Linked DNA regions of Hordeum vulgare: region 1 is linked to region 2. A link is a contact called in public Hi-C data. All regions are on one chromosome and are shown on one strand. The core of a region is the stretch at or near the end of the contact, and the rest is flanking DNA. Distances in the headings are between cores, read along the strand shown.

Region 1 (6,345 bases), core at 824-3,323, 160 kb before region 2:
AGTATTTATTTGTTTTACTATTCATTGGGTGTAGATTAGTCAAGCACCGTTTGGATTTATCGGGAGAGGGGCAATTTCAATGGGACTACCTCATACAAACAGAATTTCTAGCTTGGTGCCTGCCCCACGAAAATTTACAACTATTCTGTCCGTTCTTAAATATAAGTCTTTTTAATTTTTTTGCTATGAACTACATACATATGTATATAAACATATTTAAAAAAATAGATTTATTTATTTTGTTTTATATATAATCTCTATTAAAATTTCTGAAAGACTTATATTTAGAAACGAGTAGTAAGATGATCACAAGATGAGGCCGCATGCAAGAGACGGTGGGAGGTAGGTGGGGGGTATCGATCGACCTACACACTTTCGCGCGCAGTTGACTTGAAGCTTGAAAGTGATGACCAGATTATGTTAGATTATCTAGGGTTCGAGGATGAGGATTGGACAGGGTCAAATGATGCCCAGCCGAGGCTGACATTTTCACTTACTGTTTCAGTTTCCACGGACGAACCGATGGTCAAGGCCAAGCCCAATATTTTCGGCTCTCCTCCCCCAAGGTGGAAGTTTCAACGAAGTGGAACCGCTGAGCTGAGCTGAGCTGACCATGCAATTTTCCCCCTTCCCGGAAGAAACTACTCCTACCGTACGTCCGTGGTCAAATCTGTCTGAAGAAACTAGTATACGTACGCCAGCTCGTGCAGATTAAACGCGAAAGCGAAACAACGGTCAAACCAGATAACCAATTGATTGCTGCCACTAGAATAGCTGAGAGAAATTGATTGCTACCAAATCGTGGCAGCGACTAGTACTTTTATTCTGAGAGAGATTTCAAATTCATAGTAGCACTCAGGTAGACGCCAGCTCCCGATTTGTTTCATTATCTGGACACAATCAATCCGCCGGAGGTTGACGGGAGAACCTAAAGAATCCACATAGCCGGGCCGGCCGGCTGCCGCATAGTGTGTGTGACAGAGAAACACGATTCCGGCGACTTTCTTAGCTTAAATATCGCTGGTTCCGTCCGTCTGATACGTTCTCACAGCATATGCCGTTCGCTGTCACACTTGAACAAGTCCTGTGTATATGGTCCAATCACGAACCGTTTTCCCCCAACATTCAAGGATCGAGGCGAAGGTGGAAACCACAAGAGGTTACGTTGACTAATTCAGAGATCTCCCAAAAAGGTCACAAGTTAAGGTTTTACGGTCACCTTACAATTCTATATCTATCCAACTAATGTACTGTGACAGTTAATTAAATGGCCTGTTGTTTTCCCACCACATTGTGTTTCCAAAATCACGTGAATCAAACATGGTATCCTCGGTTAACCGGCGAGGGAGGCCGTCATTGAGAAAAATAGCGCGATATAGCATCACTAATAGCACGTTAAATAAAATCAGTATACAATGTCCCAGTTAATACGCTATAGTGTGATATATTACATATCAAAATTTTCAGGTTGACACTATTTCTCTATAGCGAGCTATTTTCGGATATTCAATTCGGTGATGAGGCTCATTTGCATCCCACGAATAGTATATTAAAAATACTAAAAATTCAAAATATTATAAATATTTTTAGATGGAAGATGTTCCAATGCATGATATTTGTGCTAAATTTCAGCTTGTTCGGACATGTAAGGAGTTTATGGCAAAAAAGACAAAGTTGTTCAAAACAGTACGATAAACAATAAACTATTTTTACATCCCAAAATTTGTCTTTTTTGCTGGAACTTAGTGTGGTTCGGAGTATCCATGATAACTTCCAGTACTCCGCAACATAGCTTGGAAAATGCATCGCTTGAGAAATCCCATCCTGCTATTCAACCTCGACATTAAAAAGGCTTTCGACTCGGTCAGATGAGACTATCTCCTTGACTGCTCACTCGCCGTGGTTTTACTGTTACATTCAGTGATATGCTTGCTGCTTTGCTGCGATCCTCTTCTTCCAGGATTCTGCTCAACGGGGTGCCATCCAAGCCTATCAAGCATGGGAGGGGCCTTCGACAGGGAGAACCCCTGTCTCCCCTCATTTTCGTACATTATCTGGACACAATCAATCTGCTGGAGGTTGACGGGAGAGCGTAAAGAATCCACACGTACGCAGCCGGGCCGGCCGGCTGCCGCATAGCGTATGTGACAGAGAAACGCGATTCCGACGACTTTCTTAGCTTCAATATCGCTGGTTCCGTCTGTCTGATACGTTCTCACAGCATATGCCGTTCGCTGTCACACTTGAACAAGTCCTGTGTACATGGTCCAATCACGAACCGTTTTCCCCCAACATTCAAGGATCGAGGCGAAGGTGGAAACCGCAAGAGGTTACGTTGACTAATTCAGAGATCTCCCGACAAGGTCACAAGTTAAGGTTTTACGGTCACCTTACAATTCTACTAGATCGTTGATGGCGCGCGTTGCCGCGCCCATTCATTTTTTAAATAAACTGATAGAAAATTTGGAAAATACATTAGTTAAGAAAAACAAATAAATTATGCATAAGACAGATCCATATATTTTCGTACCATCCATAGTATGGGAAGTTGAAAATATATGGGAAAACTAAATTGATCAATCGTATTATAAAAATATATTGAGATAAATAATCAGACCATCAAGAAAAGAAAATCTTAGTCAACTAAGGCCCTGTTTGGAACCATAATAGATTATGATAATCTGGATTATGAAGATAAATTATATAATCTGGTTTATAAAAATAATCTAGGTGAACATGTTTGGAGGCCAGATTATATTACATTGCATAATGACCTGTCTACCCTCTGTTTTTTTTTAAAAAGGTGGGTAGCGGTGGTAGAAATGTTATTATCTTCAACTTTACAAGGGTAATGGGTCATTAGCAATCCATAAACTGATTTTAGCTGGTATAGAGTAGATTATGAGTTTTTAATAATCTATCCATCTAGTTTTTATAATCTACACTATAAGTTGTCTCGTTTGGAAACATAATAGATCATAAAAACTGGATTATATAATCTAGGTGGTTCCATCCAGGGCCTAAATGTAGATGATTTGTAGCCTATGTACTTGGGATTGAAACAATGTATATCAGAATGTGATGACAAGTATTGATATTGATAAGGAACCGGACCCAGGTAGATCGTACGTGCTGGTCATAAATGTGTATCTGCTATAGCAATTCTTTTTTACACATTAACACCGGCAAGAGTCATTTCACCCGATACTAATGGTTAATGGCATCAACGGGAGAATATTTGGCACGGTAGAAGCATTTGATATTTGAAAGGAAAAGTTATAAAGCCTTGATAGCGGAGCATGTGTGATAAATAGGTAGCAGAGTAAATTGTTGATGAGCTGTACATGAAGTGTCCTACGATCCTCTTCATTCTGATTTGGATTATTTGATGGTTCTAACTATTTCTTCTCCTTCCCGGTATTTTCTGAAATCACGCTTTCTCGATTTCTAATGCGCATATATGTCCTTCATTCTACTGCTCTAGAACTCCATGTAAAGAAATATCATACTTTCCATTGTCAAGAAACTTTATAGCTTCCCACGATAACAAAATATAGACTAATCTAAAGGCATTAGAAGCTGGGTTGCATTCAGTTTTGAAATCACGAATATCAAGATGTGCAAGTTCAGGGAAATACTTAGTAAAGGAAAACAAAGTTGTGACTTCATACCAGCAAAGAAATTCCTAGCTGGGGATGCGTAAGTAGACAATCTTTGCAATTGCCTTAACAATCCATAAAATTGCCTTAACACTTCCTGTGATCACACAACTAAAACAATATCCTATGAGAAGGCTTAAATGATAATAACTCCCTGCTAATGATGTACTATTAAAATAACCAGAGTAGAAGCTGGGTGTTACGTGCTCAAGAAGAGCATGATGCCGTGAACCAATGCCCTAAGCAGTTAGAGCATCATAAGCGGCAAATACATTCGATCTCTTATTTTGTATTCCTGGAGATGTGTGGGAGAGCAGTTACAGAATAGGTCATAGTCCTAACCTGTCTTTACAGTCATCATATAAAAATACAGAAACAGAGGGCATGGGTAAAATGGGAGATGTATCTGAAACAATCGTATGAAAAAAAGCTCTGCAAAAAAGTAGGCAAATGGAGAACAATTCATGTCCACCACAAGCAGCAGTTAGTCTGACAAAAGCGCACGTCAAGTTTCATCGCCATGATTTCGCCGCCGCATATCCCGAGACAGGCTGATCAATGAGGAATTGTGATGGCAGAGTGGGTGCAGCAGGCCATCGAAGCAACTGGCATCGCCCCATCACTGTCGCTCAAGGGCCTTGCCTCCCTCCCGCGTCAGATACCCTCGCGAGCGTCGCCTCTGCTTGTGCCCCAACCGCACCACGCCGCCGCATCCTGCCTGCATCGACTACCTCGTCTGGATCCCTAGAGTGAGTCATTTTTTTACGACTGAAGCGAGTCAGCGACAGATTGCTCTGTAAATGGGCTTTCAATACCAGCCGAAGCCCAATCAACCACATCGCTTAGAAAAAGTCACGAGAGTGGCGGCCCCTTAGGACAGGAGGCCCAGATCGCGGAAACTTGCGCTGGAACGGTGATCTCACGGCCAGGAACGATTTGAAAGCAAAATCCGACGGTCGATATCACTCAGTACGTGAGAGAGCTCGGTTTGGGTGCGGTTTTACTGTCCTAAATATCTATCCAACTAATGTACTGTGACAGTTAATTAAATGGCCTGTTGTTTTCCCACCACATTGTGTTTCTAAAATCACGTGAATCAAAGATGGTATCCTAAGTTAACCGGCGAGGGAGGTCGTCGGAGCATCTCCAACAGCTCATCAAAGGGTCGTCTATATGCCTTCCAACAGTTTGTTTATATGACAATATAAATTTACACATCATCTAAATCGCGTTCAAGAACGTCCAGCCCTGGACGATGTGAACCTGCCGTCCATAGCCCAACAGAACGCCGGGTTCCTTCTTTGCGCCGAGAGGAGGAAGAGGCGCGCGACACCATCGTTCCACGCCACCGCCGAGCTACACCCTTTTTGCTGGGCTGGATCCAGATGCAGGGAGAGGGGAGGGAGCCGCGCTCGGCGCCGGGGGGGGGGGGGGGCATGCTCGGTCTCGGGGCTGTTGCCGCCGCTGCCTTGCTCCGGGGTGGAGGGGAGGGCCGTCGCTGTGCTCGGGGGTGGAGGGGAGGGCCACTGCCGTCGCTGCGCTCGGGGGAAGGGGAGGGCCGCCGCCGCCGGTTCGCCCGGGGGGGGACGGGAGGGCCGCCGTCGGCGTGAGAGGTGAAGGGACGGGGTCGCCGCGCAGGGGGAGGGAGGAAAGGGAGCACGGGGAGCACATGATGTGCTATGTGTGTGTGTGGCTTTTGGGTATGGATTTGGACTGAAGGTCTGAATGTGTGTTTTCTCAGTTTTTTGCAGATGGAAGACGACGGACGTTTTCTTGAGATGTTGAACTTTGGTGTATATCACAAGTGCGAGATAGTCTAGTTGGGGAACGAGAAATGCCATCAACTCAAAAAACATCTGCATGTGGCAAAGCAAAATCCACTAAAGAACCAAATTGGTCAAGTAAAGAGGATGAAATATTGGTGGAAGCATGGTTGCACACTAGATTGGATGTTGTGATAGGGACAGATCAATCTGCAAATTCTTATTCGGGTAGGATTTATGATTACTACAACACGCACAAGAAAGTGTCATGGCCGGATCATATGTTCAAAATGCACTCAATTATCGTTGGAGCACTATTAATGAGTAAGTTAGCAAGGTCTGTGGATACTATCAGCAAATACTTAGAAACCAAAGTGGGGTGACTATCCCTCAGCAGGTATGCATCCATCTTTTTAGTTTAGTACTAAAGTTGCATATGTTGTCTGAGAGTAATAGGTCGTTTATTTGTGCAGCAAGCCGATGCACTTGTTTTATATAAGTCCAAAGATCTTAAAAATAAGCCATTTGCATAATGCATTGCTGGTTAGAATTGCAAAAGCACCCAAAGTAGGAGACTCGTATGGTTTCCAAGGGGCCTCAAAAAAAGCAGAAGAGAACTTTCGATGCAAGTCTAGGTACAACTCCTAATGATGAGGACTTCGGTTGCCCTGATGCTCTTGATACACAGATAAGACCTGATGATAATAAGCGAGTTAAAGAACGTTTACGAAAAGTTAGAGATTCTGCTTCCGATGCTCTTGCTCCCAAGTTATCATTAGAAATTGTGTGGGCACAAAAGCTAGAGAAGGCCGAGGTAAAACAGGCCGCGAAGAATGCTCATTATGTGCGAGCATTTGAATTGCAAGAGAAGCAAATTGCAATGCAGGAGAGGCGGATGTTAAACCAGGAGAGGGAGAGGCTGA
Region 2 (7,039 bases), core at 3,209-5,708:
CGGAGATGCCTGTAGAGTACCTTTATAGTCACCCCAGTAACGTTGCGACGTTTGATACACACAAGGCATTCCTGCGGTGTCAGTGAGTTATATGATTTCATGGTCATAGGAATGAATACTTGACATGCAGAAAACAATAGCAACAAAATGACACGATCATATGCTACGTTTATAGTTTGGGTCTTGTCCATCACATCATTCTCCTAATGATGTGATTCCGTCATCAAGTGACAACACTTGTCTATGGCTAGGAAACCTTAACCATCCTTGACCAACAGGCTAGTCAACTAGAGACTAACTAGGGACATTTCTTTTGTCTATATATCCACACATGCATTTATGTTTCCATTCAATACAATTATAGCATGGATAATAAACGATTATCTTGAAACAAGAAATATAATAATAACTATTTTATTATTGCATCTAGGGCATATTTCCAACACGGCCATGCCATGCCTCCTGTTCAGATTTTGTGTCTTGTCATGGAGGCGCAAATGGCCTCTGTTTGGGCGCCCCACGCCGTTAGGGCGAGGTGCCACCTAAAAGGTTCTGTCGGCATGGCGAGTTTGCACCATGTGGTCATGGTGACCATTGTCGGCGATGCGCGATGAGATCCTCTGGTCTCGGATCCAGCCGCCAGTTGGTCGATGGATTCATGTCGGCTAGCTGAAGATCGTGGGAGGGCATACTCCTCCAGGGAGCGTTGGAGAGCAACGTGAACGGCCATTTGCTCCTTTAGGCTGCAAGGGATGAGCTCCGAGTCCTCGGATCTGGACGTGTCATAGTCGGATCCGTGCTCCACAATGGATGAGAATGCCGGAGTTGGTCGGAGAAGAGCTTAGTAGTGCGGGAGGGGAGGGGAGGGGAGTGAAGTAAAATGCAACTAGTGTTTCGGCCGAAGTGCGGATATGGTCCATTTTATGTGGGTTCGGGTAGGCTAGCGTGAACCGATCCGATGTGGAGGACGTGCCTAGGTGCATCAGAGCATCCTTATATCCGTCTTAGATTTGGGTTGGATATGAAAAGTATCGATCAGTTCGGGCGTTTGAGCTGGCTATAAAAAGATCAATTAAGTGACATTTTTGCGTTTGAACACTAATCGGTAGCACACGTTCGGGGTGGTATAAGATACGGTTGTAGATGCTCTATGCTTGTTGGCTGGAGATTGACCAATGGCTAGCTGAACACTAGAAAAAAATGTTTTGGTAGGGAAAGAGTTTTGTTTTTTGAGATCCACTCCATCATTTTATTTATTCAAATGGAACATCTCTGATTGAACAGACTCAATCAGGAATTCAGGATTACATCCATAATACAAGAGTTGTGTAAAAAAAGATAAGAACACATCTACCTATAAACTTGGTCTCCGACAGACCTGCCATCTCCTTGATACCGCATAGTGTAAATGGACCGACAATCGTTTCCATGATCACATGGGACAGTGATCTATCCCTAGCTAGTTTCACAGCATCCCGACAAGCTAGGATTTCAGCTATAAAAGGGTCCTCCTTTGCTGGATATTTAGAGCATCTCGCAAATCAGAAGGACCCCGGTCATCTCGAGCCACCACTCCAGATCTTGTATCTCCCATCGCAGTTGAGTTTAACCCGATTCTCATGGGCTTTCCACAACTCCTTAGGGCATATTCTTTTGAGTAGCTCTATGCAAGTAAGCTGCTATAGAAATAAGCCCTAGATAAGCTGCTATAAAAATAAATCCATGAAAATAAGCTAGCCAGTTCTTTTCAGGTCTTTCCCCTCCAGCTAATTTGTGATACATGCAATGAAAAGTCTGAAATGCCACTGGACTTAATTTGTTTTTATTATTAAATGATGTTGAGTTCTGTTTTTTGTGTTTCTCGCCCATATCTATACCTAATAATAAAGCGGTTATTGCTTCCGTCGGAAAATCCACCGCGACATTTTTATAAAAAGCGCCTGTAATTTTTGTTATTCAACCCGCGCTCCATCATTTATCTGCAACGTAAAAGGAAAAAATGATTCGCTGCAAAAATTATACTCGTACGCATCGCCTCCTCCCGTTGACCCTGGACTACCCTGGCATGTGCCCAGGCCGCCACCACACCACTCGCCGCCGCGGCCGACCTTAACCGCCACCGCTGCCGATCTCAACCCACCCGCCTCCGCGGCCGTACCTCTCCCCGCTCACTGCCCCCGTTGCGGCGCTCGAGCGCATCGCGTCGACCCTGGTCCACCTTGGCCTGTGCCCAGGCCGCTGCCACACCACTCGCCGACGCGGCCGGCCTCAACCACCATTGTTGTCGATCTCCACCCACCCGCCTCTACGGCCGTACCTCTGCCCGCTTGCTGCCCCCGTTTCGGCGCTCGAGCACAGCTTCTGGATCAAATCAACGCGACAGCTACAGTGAATGGGGATGATGCGTCTGCTCGATGCAGAACGGCGGCGACGCGCGGATAAGGCGCGGTGGAGCGAAGTACTTGCAGGTGGAAGCGGGCCTCCATGGCTCACACGGGGAACTCCGAGGTTATGGCACGGCAATGACGACTCCTTATGGCCAGATAGAGGCGCCTAACCCTTGCTCCCCTCATCGTATCCTCTCCTCCGAAAGGAACTCATCATCTGGTGAGATCCCCTCCCCATGCCTCCAACCGTGTGCCAAGCACCGACAAGAAATTTTGTCTTGTGGGAATTTGTTTGCTGATGAATGAATGTATTGAATGTAAGATTGCATTGTTGTAGAGACAGAGAATGGAACACCAACTTCAGTTTGTCATCTGATCCCACATTCTCTACCCCATGAGTGAAATAAGATAACAATCCATTGATCAATTCACGTAGCATCTTTGTATTGCTTTGCTTGTTCCGCTCAATTTCTCATCATGGTGGAATTAACAATGAACGGGTTGATTTCTCAACAAAATAGGATAAGACTGACTACATTAGTTAGTTAGAGCATCTCCAACAGCCGCGCTTCGCGCCGCGCCCAAAAAATGCGTTTGCCGCACGCGCTTCGGCTGGTTTAGCGTGGGTTAGGCGCTGGCTCCAGCAGCCGTGCTATAATGCAGCGCGCGCGCCGCTCCAGCAGTGCCCAAAAATGCAGCGCGCGCACACCATTTTTTAATAAATAGATTGCATTAAAATAAAAAAGCATACAAAGTTATTTTACATAGATTGCAACTTGATAGGTAGTTCGGAAACATAGATAGATAATTCGGTGCTAGATAGTTCGAAAACATAAAAACTAATCCCAGTCGCTCCAATCATCTGCACCATCATCATCGTCGTGGGTGTCGTCAGAGGTTGACAGCCAGATGTCGAACCAACGCTCGTCTTCTTCAGTGAAGAAGGAGCTCCCGCCTGCATTGACGATGTCGGCCTACGCACTCGCCAATGCCTTCCGCCGACGCCTGTCCAACTGCTTCTCGCGGCGCCAGCGCGTGTCCTCCTCGCGGCGCCTTGCCTAATAACCCTACTCGTAGGCGACGTCCTCCGGGTGGCGCCGGCGCCACTCCGCCATGACCCGCTCGTCCTCCTGGGCGACGAGGAGGCGGCGCTGCCGCGCAGTGTGCTCCGCACGGTCTTGTGCGGAATTTACACGAGGCTGCGGGGCGACGTCTAACGCCTGCTGGAGCGTGTAGACGTCCTGGAAGTTCATTTGGTGGCGCGGCCTGCCTATGCGCCACGCCGCCGCGTCGAACGCGCGGGCGGCCTCGTGCGCCGTGTCGTACGTGCCAAGGCTAAGCCGGAGATCGCCGGAGCGTATCTCGGTGTAGAACCTACCGTTGGGGCGCTCGCGGACGCCACAGTAGCCCGACGCAGAACGGCGGCGCGGCGGCATGGTGGCGCGTCGGGGGCGGGGCGCTGGAGGGGTGGCGGCGCGCTGGAGCGGCGGCGGCGCGAGAGGTAGAGGGAGAGAGAGAGAGTGGAGCGGTGGCGGCGCGAGGGAGCGGCAGAGCTGCGTTTTTATAGGCGCGCGCGAAGCGACGCGTCAAAAATGGCGCGAGCTGCCGCCTTTTCGCGCGCGCGCAAGCACTTACCACGCGCGCTGTTTTCCCGCCGCCGCTGGAGCGCGCCATTCCGTCCCGCGCGCGCTAAACTGGCGGTTTACCGCGCGCGCCCCTTTTCGCGCGTGTGTTGGAGATGCTCTTAGCTTATTATTTTAATAAATCAAAATAATTATAAAAAGATTAAAAACATGTGATATTTTTTTTCTCCCGTTGCAACGCGTGGGCCCTTTTGCTAGTAAACATAAAATCGATTTATGAGATGACGACTGAAAATCTCATTCTTTGGAGCTAGGTGTCCCCTTGGGATATCAAGTGAAGCAAGGGGCAGAGTTGGAACTTGGAAACGCACCATGAGATGATGACTGAAAATCTAGAATCATCAGAAGCCGATGCACGTGGACGACGCGCACCCTCCCTTGTGCTCCTACTACGTGGTCAAAAGATGCCTTCGACCCTCTCTGACCGGTGGGCCCACCATCATCATCGTCGCCGCAGAAACCGGCCAAAAAGATCTACTCCTAGCAGTATCACTCCCACAACTCCGTCAGTTCAGGTCACCGCACCACCACCAGTCGCCATGGGACCCACTGGTCAGCCTCGAGCCCTCTTGCTTCTGCTCCTCGCCGCCGCTGCCGCCGCCGCCGCCGCGCCGGAGCACGAGGCCTTCCTCCGCCTCCCCTCCTCGGCGCGTTCCCTCGCCCCGAAGACCCCCCGCTCCGCCGGCGCCGACCTCATCCGCGCTCTCAACCTCCACCCCCGCGACGCCTTCCCCCGCCGCCCCGGCGGCGTCGGCAGCGGCGACGCTCTCCCGGCGGGAACCATCGTCGAGAGGCCGATCCGCCTCGCGTCCCTGGTCGCCGGAGACGACGGCGGCGGCAACACGTCGGTGAGCAACCTCGGGCACCACGCCGGGTACTACCGCCTCCCCACCACCCACGACGCCAGGTGAGCGAGCTCACTCGTCCAGTCTCCGGCCGGCCTCTTCCTTAGTACTGCCTTGCCCGTGAGGATCCTGTTCCCGTGTCTTGACATCTGCCACTCTTGCGTGTAGGCTCTTCTACTTCTTCTTCGAATCCAGGCGGCACAAGAAGGAGGACCCCGTGGTGATCTGGCTGACGGGTGGGCCCGGCTGCAGCAGCGAGCTTGCCCTCTTCTACGAGAATGGCCCCTTCCACATCGCGGACAACATGTCGCTGCTCTGGAATGAGTTTGGCTGGGATCAGGTATATTATATGTACAGGCAGTTTGCGTACTAATCAATCAATCTGTGTGATATATATTCTTCCTAGAGATTAATTGTTTAGAACCATGTATGTATAATCTTCTCTCTGTTTGGAATTGGATATTGGCTGCTGTAGGAGTCGAATCTTATCTATGTTGATCAGCCAACTGGGACTGGGTTCAGCTACAGCTCTGATTCGCACGATACCCGCCATAATGAAGCGGGCGTCAGCAACGACCTATATGACTTCCTGCAGGTAATTATAGTTGCTCCTATTCTGATAAATGAAGATAAGCCCTTGCTAGTTCACTACGAAGTATTATGGACTTGAAATATTTGGTATGCATTCCCAGTCGGTAAGCATATTTAGTAGGAAGTACACATGCATCATATGTGTTGTTAATGTGCTTCCTATTGTGGCGACAAGGTTAGTTATGCAAGAGTTGAGGTGAAACAGAGTGATTACCCTTATTTGTGAGTTGCAATAAAGATGCAAAAATGGCCTTCCGTGTTTTTTCTCATAAGTTCATTGTGTCTTTCTGCATGCGATTTTGAATTTTTGATAGGCCTTCTTCAAGGAGCACCCGGAGTATGTTGAAAACGATTTCTATATAACTGGGGAGTCATATGCTGGGCACTACATTCCTGCCTTTGCAACTAGGGTGTACAAGGGGAACAAGAACAATGAGGGCATTCACATCAATTTGAAGGTTTGGTCATCTCTTTCTGGGCTTATCCATACTGTTCTGTGTTATAAAGGTTTTTGTCGCTTGAATCCACCCTTGCTGTTCATTTTTCAGGGTTTTGCGATTGGTAATGGACTTACAGATCCAGCGATACAGTATAAGGCATACACCGATTATGCATTGGATATGGGTTTAATCACACAGTCAGAATTTAACAAGATCAATAAAGTTGTTCCTGTTTGTGAATTTGCTGTCAAGCTTTGTGGTAATTATTCCTAGACTCCTGGTTTGCTTGTGTGTAAATCTCTAGCATTGGTCAACTTGGCCTCTTGGAGGCACTGTTCATTAACATCATTCCTTGCCTTGTTGTGCCAATTTCTTTTCAAAACAAGAAAAGGCATAAGCCCAACTCTAACATACCTCATAACATGTATATATTGAACTTAATTTTATCTTATGTTTCAGGTACCTCTGGCACTGTATCTTGCCTTGCTGCCTATTTTGTATGCAATACAATATTCAGTTCCATCAGGTTGATAATCGGGAACAAAAATGTAGGGTAAAGGGTAAAATACAAAAGTTTATTTGGTTCTTCCTTATTTTTTGAAGTTTTCTGATTGATCACCTCATCTTTGCAGTATTATGACATCAGGAAGCCATGTGTGGGGAGCCTATGCTATGATTTTTCTAATTTGGAGAAGTTTCTCAATTTGAAATCTGTCAGACAGAGCCTAGGCGTTGGAGACATAGAGTTCGTCTCCTGCAGCCCAACTGTCTATCAGGCTATGCTCTTAGATTGGATGAGGAACCTTGAAGTTGGGATCCCTGAACTCCTTGAGAACGACATCAAAGTGCTGATTTATGCTGGAGAGTATGATCTCATATGCAACTGGCTAGGTGAGTGTGTTGCAACTTGCAACAGAAAACTCTTGAAAATTGTATGCTATAATTTGCTTCTGTTTTGTCCACACCACATATTTCATCTGACATTCTTCACGTTGAGAATCACATTTGCTACACTTTTGTCATGTGATACCTGTGCTATGCTTCCTTACAATTGTGATTCGTGCAAGAGATCCATTAAGAATTTAATGGACTTTAATATGTATCATACAACTTGAATCTTGATTGGTTCTGTA

Evidence for each region. A called contact is a pair of places that touch in the nucleus more often than the background predicts.
Region 1: a Hi-C map of leaf shows a contact between it and region 2, with 5 times the contacts expected there. The contact joins the enhancer-like site here to the promoter of LOC123428005 in region 2. A contact is called at or near these places in 2 of 6 Hi-C or Micro-C datasets (leaf and seedling).

Annotation. Positions count from the first base shown.
Region 1 is chr2H:624,555,774-624,562,118 of MorexV3_pseudomolecules_assembly, reverse strand. No RefSeq gene overlaps it. Among protein-coding and RNA genes, the nearest start is that of LOC123430936, 43 kb to the right of the region's middle. Within about 2 kb of position 2,073, at least 1 of the 3 cell types and tissues checked has open chromatin away from gene starts, as enhancers often do. A contact at or near this core is called in leaf, where this site is marked.
Region 2 is chr2H:624,397,405-624,404,443 of MorexV3_pseudomolecules_assembly, reverse strand. LOC123428005 (serine carboxypeptidase-like) reads left to right here and starts at 4,458. Exons shown (of 9, transcript XM_045112148.1): 1 at 4,458-4,937; 2 at 5,044-5,215; 3 at 5,351-5,470; 4 at 5,781-5,924; 5 at 6,015-6,165; 6 at 6,366-6,454; 7 at 6,539-6,797. The coding sequence starts at 4,570.